Regions from separate parts of the Macaca mulatta genome. Here region 1 is linked to region 2. Evidence: chromatin contacts called from public Hi-C data. All regions are on one chromosome and are shown on one strand. The core of a region is the stretch at or near the end of the contact, and the rest is flanking DNA. Distances in the headings are between cores, read along the strand shown.

Region 1 (4,522 bases), core at 885-3,384, 410 kb before region 2:
GCAACCTCCACCTCCCGGGTTCAAGTGATTCTCCTGCCTCATCCTCCCGAGTATCTGAAACTACAGGTGTAAGCCACCACACCTGGCTAATTTTTATATCTTTAGTAGAGACGGGGTTTCACGATGTTGGCCACGATGGTCTCAAACTCCTGACCTCGAGTGTCCACCCACCTCCACCTCCCGAAGTGCCAATTTACAGGTGTGAACCACTGCCCCGGCCCATGAATATATAATTTTACTTGGGTTTCTTTCACTTAGCATAATGCATTTGAGATTCATCCAAGTTGATGCATATTAGTAGTTTGTTCCTTTATATTGCTGAGTTGTATAGTACATTGGGTAAATGTACCGTGGTTTGTTTATCAGTTCATCCATTGATAGATCTTCAGATTGCTTCCAGTTTTGGAGATTAAAAATAAGGTAGCTATAAAACATCTGCAATACAGGTTTTGAGGTAACCATACATTTTTATTTTACCTAGGAAACTCTCCAGGAGTGGAGTAGGCAAGTAATCCAGAGAGCGTATTTTTACCTTAATAAGAAACTGTCAAACTGTTTTTCACAGTGTCTGTATCATTTTGTATTTCCACCAGCAATGTATGTGAGTTCCAGTTTCAACTATATTTTTAACATTTTAACCTCTTACTTTGGTTCCTGTGGCAGACATATTTTCCATATAGTTTCTTTTTTGCCTATTCTTTCTTGTCAGTAGAATCCTAAGTTGTTTCTTTTTTAGGGTGCGAGGGGGAGTGGCCATGAGCCCAGGGAGTAGATCATGACTGTTAAAAGCCACTTACAACAATTCTGTTCTCTACTTTCTCAGCATTCCTTTCAGCAAAGTGTGACTATTGGATCCAATGAGACATAAGTCCAAATCAAACATAGGAGCTTCTGGGAGAGCTTTTACTTTTTTGCTATAAAGGGACGAGTATAAGTATAACCTTATTCCCTTCATTCTACCTTCATTGTGGACATGATGGCTGGGACTGCAGAAGAAGTGTTCTTTCTCCCAGATCCACATTTTAAAATTCAAGATAAAGACTCTGATCATTGCATTTTGAATCATGTGCCTACCTCTCAAGTTGTTTTTTTCTGTTGAATGTTTTGGTTTCTGTCTTTGGTGTTAGAGGCTTTCCTTGAATTTTCTAACAGTCTTTAGTTGTCTGCCTATTTTTAAGACAGGGGGTCTAAAAACACAAAACAGTACCCAGGTAAAACTTGTTTACTGTATGCTTCACTGCAGGGTTGATCTGGCTGGGTCACTTAGTCGTAGAACCTGGCTGCCCACACATTCAGGTCTTTCCCCTTGCGCTGGTCAAATTTCTCCAAGAAGATTCTCCCAGTCTACTGCTCAGAAAGTGGAGGTCTAACTACCAGTGCTTTGAGGCTAGGGTAACCAGCTCATCCTTGTTTGCTCAGGCCTATCAGAATTTTAAAACAGAAAGACCCCATCCTGGGAATGCCTTAGGTCTAAAGAAAATTGAAATGATTCAACACACTATGTCACCATTCTGGGAGCTAAGAAGGGAAAGAGGGTTGGGTGATCTTGTCATTTTGCATGTTCACATTCAGATAACGACACTGTTTTTAGTAGGTTACCCACCTTTGGGTACCTTAAGGACAGTGCCTACTGTCCCTTAGAGTAGAGACATTCTGTTTTACTCACTCCAGAGAATAAATTTCCAGTCTTGTCCTGGGATTGGAGGAGGATGGAGCAAATCTGAAGACTCATTCAATCCTTGAACAGACTGTCAACCAGTCCCCTTGTTTAAACCCTTATTTCCAGACCTGTGTGGTGCCATGAATTCCAGAGGCTTCAAGGATTCTATTATATATATTAGTTGGTTATTCTCTTTTCTCACCATTGCTTAGAGTCCACCTTTATTTTGTGTCTGTTAAATCACTTACCATTCATACTTCATATTTTTGTTTCTTTTCCCATTCTCCTAATTTTTCTGAGTTTCCAACTTTAAAGAAATTCTTGTAGTGGGGTTTTAAGAAGAAATAAAAGTAGTTTGGTATAGTCAAAATGCCATATTGCTCTTACATCTGTGGGAATAAGCTTGTCATACACTTTTTATCCAAATACCTAAGTGCCTCAGGGAATGTAATTCTCAGAGCTTACTGCTGTTGCCCACTGTGTGTCGCTATCTTCTTACCATTTGAAACCACAATTTCTGGAGTCTTTCTAGTATTAACGTACTGAGTTCCAATATGTCTAAAGATAATAAAAAATAATGACACACACTACAAAATCATAACACAAGCAAAAGCTGACAGCACTGAAAAATTTTCTAGAAGATTTACTCTCCTAAAATTAAAATGGTAGTTTATCTTGACATAGTGACCACTTTCTATATATACTGTATATTCTATATATTTTCTATATACTATATGTATATATATTTACTATAGCAGGGGTTGGAAAATCTTTTCTTTAAAGGACCAGATAGTAAATATTTTCATTTACTATTTTAAAGGCATGGCTATGATCCAATAAAACTTTATTTACAAAAACACAGGTGGACGTCTGGATTTGACCCATACATTAGAGTTTGCTAATCCCTGCTCTGTGCTATATGTAGATAATATATGTATACAGATTCTGTACCGTAAGTATAGATTATATACCATATGTATATTTTTAAACAAAATGAAATAATGTATAATATTCTGAAACTCACATTTTCACTTAACACTATATTGAGTATATTGCCTCATTTCATGTCGATACATATAGCTCTCCTTCTTTGTTTTAATTGGCTAGAGCAACTTATTGGGAATTATAGTTTAGATACTATATTTTATTTAAATATAGCTTCCATAAAAATCCTTAAATAAATATCTTTGTGCCTCTGATCACATATTTTTAAAGTCAAATTTATAAAAGAGAAACTACCTTTAAAAGATACACGTAGCTTTCAAAACTCAACAAATGCTGAAAAATTTCTCTCCAAGATGCTGTGCTAATTTGAACTCTATAAGCAAAAATCGTTGGCCGAGCCTACATAGTTGAAATTCCTGTAGTTAAAAAGTTATGTAAATGAGTCATCACTGAACGGCTCCAGAAGGAATCAGCACTAGAAGACTAAATGGCTATGCAAGTGACGCAGATGGTTCAAGAGGAATCTAGGCTGGGACATCCTTGTTAGACACAACAGCTTCAGGCCCAAAGATGAGTAAAGGGGTGAGATGCTGAGATCAAATATTCTAACAAGGAGAACTGATATGAAACGGGTCCACGATAGGCTGTTTGTTCAGTTTTAAGAGACCGTAACAACAGACAAGGCTCCCCACCAAGGCACACAGGTGTGTTATGGTCAAGCACGAGGGACTAAGGCCACAGTAAGAACAGGAGTGGTTGTCATTAGTTTGAGTTTGGACTCAAAGGCAAGACAGAATGGACAGAGTGAGATCAGAGGCAGCAGTTGCAGTTTGTAGGTTTTCCCCGACGGCCACACTGAGGGAAGGGCTGTCTTTGTGAAAGGATGTGGTCCTAGGAGAAGGGGGTGGGGGACAAGAGTCTGGCTCCACTGGAGACAAAGGTCCAAAAAACCTCAGCCCAGGACTCACACATTGGTCTGTCTCTGAGAGCTCAGGACACTATTAGTGGTAGCATATGAATGATCTGAGACCCTGGGACCATCAGTGTTGATTTGTTTGCTGGATACAGATTCTCTATAATGTAGCATCTGACAAAGGCCATGACTAATATCCTGATTTTCAGGAAGCAAAAAGGAGACATTAGTAGAATTCCTAGATGAAGGGATATCATTTTCCTACTGTACTCATTATGTCATATCACATTCAAAATCCCACTTTCTGTCCCAAAAGCCATTTTTAGTGTAGAATTATTAGAGAGTTCTGCAAAACTATCATACATGGACTAAAGAAACCAGAAGTTTAGGAGAGAGAGATTTAAAGAAGGAAAATTAAGGGTAGAATAATATCTGCATTCAAACATTAAAAACAAAAAGCAAAAAACAAAAAACCCCAGGGACAGTTTGTAGAAGTGACTATAGAGTAGATTTTGACATCTACCCAAAACAGAACTTTCTGAAAATTAGAACTCTCTAACAGAGGCACAGATATAATGCATTTCCCTGTAACTGGACGTGATCAAAGATGAGAAACTCACCTTCCAGGCACCATTCCAGCCTTCCATAGCCAGCAGGCCTACTGGACACCAATTCTATTCTCCGTAGCAGCACTTCTAAAATTTAATATGAACTGAACCACCTGGGAATTATTAAAATACAGTTTGATTCATGAGGTCTGGAGCAGGATCTGAGATTCTGCAGGACTAGCAAGCTCTCAGGTGATACCAATGCTGCTAGTCAATGGATCACACCTTGAATAGCAAGCTGCTGTGGCAGAGGCTCTCGGAGGTGTCTGTGTGGAATCACCTGGGGTAGGGGACACTTTAGAAAAAGTATCAATGTCTGGATATCTCACTCTTAGTTTAATTCGTATGATGTGTGGCCTGGACATCAGAATTTTTCAAAGCTCTCTAAGTGATCTT
Region 2 (4,536 bases), core at 1,984-4,483:
AAAAAAAGACATTAGGCAGGAATAGGAAAGAATACTAAGAGTTCTGTTATGATAAGAAAAGAAACTCAACCTGCGTGGTGCTCAGGGTAAACCCTGCAGTGTCTAGGGGCCAATTTGGGCTCAGAAGACCTCTCTAATGATTAACCAACCATGAAAACCAAACCAGCTCTCAAGCCTACAATCCTGCAGACTCCTATAAGGGCTGCTGCACTGGATTGGAGACTGGATCCCAGGACTTCCCCTCTAGAATCTCAAGACCCCAACCCACTGAGGGACCCAACCACAATGCCCTTACAGCATGTAGGTCAGACATACAGCATGTGTGCCACTGATTGGCCTTCCCAGTTCCGCAGGGGGTAAGACAGAGTTTGCCCACAGAATAGAACAGCGATTCTCAAAGTATGGTCCAAGGACCTGTGGGTGTGCCGAAGAGCCTTTCAGGGAGTCTATAAGGTCAAAATTGTTTTCACAAAACTAAAATATTTTCCTTTCACCGTCATTTTCTCACAAGGTACTGTAGAATTTGCTGGAGGCTACACGTGTGTAATGAGGTCACTGCTCTGATGGCTAATGGAATGTGTGCTATGTTGTGTTTTATTAATATCTCCATTAATTCACATAAAGTAAAAGTCTTTGAGGTTTTCAATACTTTTTTTTTTTTTTTTTTTTTTTTTTTGGATATAGGGTCTCGCTCTTTCACCCAAGCTGGAGTGCAGGGTGCAATCACATCTCAATGTAGCCTCCACCTCCCAGGCTCAAGGTTTCCTCCCACCTCAGCCTCTGGAGTAACTGGTACTGCAGGCACATGTCCCCACGCTGGTAAATTTTTTTTTGGTTTTTTTTGTAGAGGCGAGGGTCTCCCCATGTTGCCCAGGTTGGTCTGCAACTCCTGGGCTCAAGAGATCCATCGCCTTAGCCTTCCAAAGTGCTGGGATTACAGGAGTGAGCCACCATGCCGGGCTTCTTTGATAATTTTTTGTAATGTAAAGGAGTCCTGAGACCAAAAGGTAGGACAACCGATGGACTAAAGGACTCATAAAGACAGATTCTAAAGGAGAGAAATCTTATCCTGACTCACTCGTCATAATTACCCGTTGGTAATAGGTTTTACAGAAGTGAAAGACATCGTGCTTTCTTGTGAGGAGATGGACTCCTGCCTTGTCTAACAAGCATGAAGCGGCCACTCCGAAACAGAGTTTGAAACCATGCCTGGTTGCAGACTCCCCTCTCCAGCTGCTGCGCTTCCTGCCTTGGTAGAGGGCTGTCCGCAGACTCAAGACACCTTAGAGAGGTGAACACCGTGCGTCTTCCCAGCCAGCCCCGAGCTCCAGGATCGGCTGTATTTGGCCGTCCTCTGCTTTGCGGCAGTTGGGATGAGGAATAGAATTGCGAATGGCCAGGGGTAGAGGCAGACCGGGGAGCTGCGCAGGTGTCATCAAAGATGGGCGGACCTCTAAATTCCAGCCCCACTCCCCCCACCCCCAAACCCCCCAAACCCCCGCGTCGCGGGCGCACCAGAAGGATAAGCCTGGCATGGCCCTCCCCAGAGCCAGGGACGCACAGAGATCAAACCCACCGGAACAAATGCTCGAAATTCAACCTATGCCGCACTCAGAAGAGAGGGACTCGAGAACCACAGAAAATTATAAGGGTAGGAAAACTGATCAGAGAAGGAGATATTCATCTCGAAAGAGCTCCAGCCTCGGAGCTCCAGCCTCGGAGACGCAAGACCTGTCCGCTATAGAGCTGGACCTCCCTTGCCTGGGTTTCCCTCACCTGCAAAACGCTGATGCGAACATCTAAAGCGCCCGGCTGGACACGCAAGGCTCAGGCAGTGGTCACTCCACGAACGCACTCTGTGACCTGGAGCACACAGGTCCCCCGCTGAGTGTCAGTTTCCCAGATCCGTAAAACAAGGGAAATGGCTTCAACTCCCTAAAGTCCCTTCTAACTCAGGCACTGAACATATAAAGGTTAAACCAAGCAGCTGCAGGGCGCTGTTAATATTTTGATAAGAGCAGGTGAAATTAAACGCTTAAGGAAGAGAGGGAAGAAGAAACTTCAAATAAATGTGCCCAAGTTACTGCTCCGCTACGCCCTAGCGGATCGGTCCCCCGAAAGCTCGCGAAAATGGCTGGCGAGACCCCAGGGGCCCCCCGGACGCCCTTGGGCTGGCGGAGGGCAAAGGCCAGGGCACTGAGTCCCTTGGAGCCTGCTGGCCGCGCCCCTGCGGGAAAGGGGAACCCGAGGGCACGGAAAGGCGCGCGAGCAAGGAGCGCCGAGGTGCTAGGTGAAAGCCCAGCTGCGGAAGTCGGCTCGGGGTCCGAAAGCGCTGCTTCGCGGGGTTCGGAGGGAAACCATCCCAAGGAGGTGCAGAGAGGCCACCTCTCCAGCACCCGACGCGCGTCTTACTTGGGGCTTGAGCTCGCAGTTGGCGGCTCCAGGCGCCCCGTGCCGCTGAGCTGCGCCCGTGGGCAGGAGGCAGAGGGTCTGCAGCAGGAACCAGCTCCAGGGACTCATCCTCCTCACGGCGGCTCCGAGGCCCGGAACGCAGAGGGAAGGAGTAGGGCAGCAGTGGCCGGCCGCCCGCCCTGGCTAGCCGGAGCCGCGGTGCCGCCTCCGGGCGGGGCTGGGGTGAGCCCGGCAGCGGCGGCCACGTGGGGCCGGGCCCCGACCTCCCTCCCCCCACCCCAACCCCGCAGGTCAGCCCCGCGCCTAGGCTGCCGCCGAGTCCCGAACCGCGTTTCTCCCGCCCAAACCCTGCCCGGGCCGCAGCCCACCTCGTGTGACCGCAAGAGGGGAAAAGTGAAGTTCCAGCGCTGTCCTAAATTCAACCTAAAATCACATTGGTTCCCGCGTTTACGTCTGTGCTTGTGCTGCCAATTTTGAGGGGAGGGTGCCTCTTGATTGAAAGAGGCAGACAAAATAAACAAATGAAAGGCTATCTATAAAGGACAATTCATTTAAACAAAGGAAATCTCATGGAAGTTTTGAAAATCCAGGACCACAAAAGCCTGCACTCCATTAAGAGCCCTCTTAAGGGATTTTTGGGAATAATATTAAGGATGTTAACACCAAACTCAGAGGATTGCTACAAGGATTAAAAAAGGAAATTTATGAGAAAACCTTGATTGGCGAACATAGCAGGCCTGCAGACTGCAGTCGCTCCATTTCGGCTCCAAAGCCCCACTGAGGATTTTTCACAGCATTGGTCCATCAGGAAGAAAAAAAATTATAAAAGCAAGTAGTTGTGCCCCGCCTGCCGCACTTCCTACCCATGCCTGAGCGCACTTTACCACCACCTTTTAAAGTCCAGAATTCTGCACGATTAACTTCGGAGTGGTGTTCGCAGGGGCATTTGTTGCAATGGTCTTTAATTGTTTTAAGTCGCTGTCCATTTTGAGAATCTGATAACTGGACGATCTCCTAGGGAAAAAGAAAAAAGAGGGGGGCAGATTTGCATACAATGCGGGGAGAGGTTTTCTGAAGCCGGTTTCCAGCTTTCCGGTAAAGAATCCCTGGCTTTGAAGAGCCAAGTCTTTCGAGCTTTAACTCCACCAGCAGTTACGGTTCAGATGTTTTTGTAAAATCGCTAACTTTTTTCTAAGTTTGAGTGGGGATTTGCCTTCTGGAATTGACTGTCTCCTGTCTTCAGATGACTGCCCCATGTCAGCCCGGCGGCGATCATTAGTCTCCGGGCCAACCCAGGACGCTGCTCTTTGGCGTTTTCAGGCGCCAGCGCTGCCACCTGCTGGCAAAAACGTTCTCTTTCGGTTGTGAGGGGGAAAAGCAAAAAGCATCAAGAACTTAAGTTGCCCTGAGCTAAGATCACACCACTGCACTCCAGCCTGGGCCACATAGGGAGACCCTGTCTCTTATTTAAAAAAATAAAAAGAAAGAAAGAAAACCTCGAAAGGATGTAATTACCTATTATTTCATGTTCTCTCTCCCACTCCAAATGTATCAATCTGTGTGAACAGAGAGTAGCCCAGCTCTCTCTGACCACACAAAACATAGCTGAATTTGTTCATTTTCTCCTATTGTTTGTCTCTCTTTCATTTTGTTGGTTTCTGCTCTTACCTTTGTTAGTTCCTTCTGTTTGTTTACTTTTGGGTTTAGGTTGCTTTTTTTCTGCCTTCTTAAGGTGGTACCTTAAGTCACTGACTTTAAGCCTTCTTGCTTTTGTAATATAAGCATTTAAAGCTATAAATTTCCCTATAAGCACTGCTTTAGCTACATCACCCGAATTTTGAAAAACTGTATTTCATTATCTTTCATTATCTACTTTCCCTGGTGATTTTCTTCTTTGCCCGTGGATTATTTAGAAGTAGGTTGATTTCCAAATTATGGAATTTTCCTAAATATTAGGTTGGTGCAAAAGCAATTGTGCTTTTTGCAATATCAATAGATTTATAATCCAATTCCATTGTATTCCATTGTAATCAGAAAACATACTCTGTATGATTTTGATTATTTGGAATTCATTGGGACTTGTTTTATGGCTCAGCATATGGTCAGATACTGAGCATGAAATAT

Evidence for each region. Hi-C and Micro-C count contacts between places; a contact is called where the count stands out from the background.
Region 1: a contact with region 2 is called in a Hi-C map of fetal cortical plate, with 6 times the contacts expected there. The contact joins the enhancer-like site here to the promoter of TRABD2A in region 2. A contact is called at or near these places in 8 of 14 Hi-C or Micro-C datasets (CD4 T cells, blood, cortical neurons and 4 more).

The regions. Positions count from the first base shown.
Region 1 is chr13:39,936,218-39,940,739 of T2T-MMU8v2.0, reverse strand. The region is part of intron 1 of DNAH6 (dynein axonemal heavy chain 6); the gene reads left to right. Among named protein-coding and RNA genes, the nearest start is that of DNAH6, 33 kb to the left of the region's middle. Within about 2 kb of position 2,134, at least 4 of the 40 cell types and tissues checked have an H3K27ac peak or open chromatin away from gene starts, as enhancers often do. A contact at or near this core is called in fetal cortex germinal zone and fetal cortical plate, where this site is marked.
Region 2 is chr13:39,529,352-39,533,887 of T2T-MMU8v2.0, reverse strand. It overlaps TRABD2A (TraB domain containing 2A), which reads right to left and starts at 3,233. Exons shown (of 7, transcript XM_077959158.1): 1 at 3,127-3,233. The coding sequence starts at 3,171.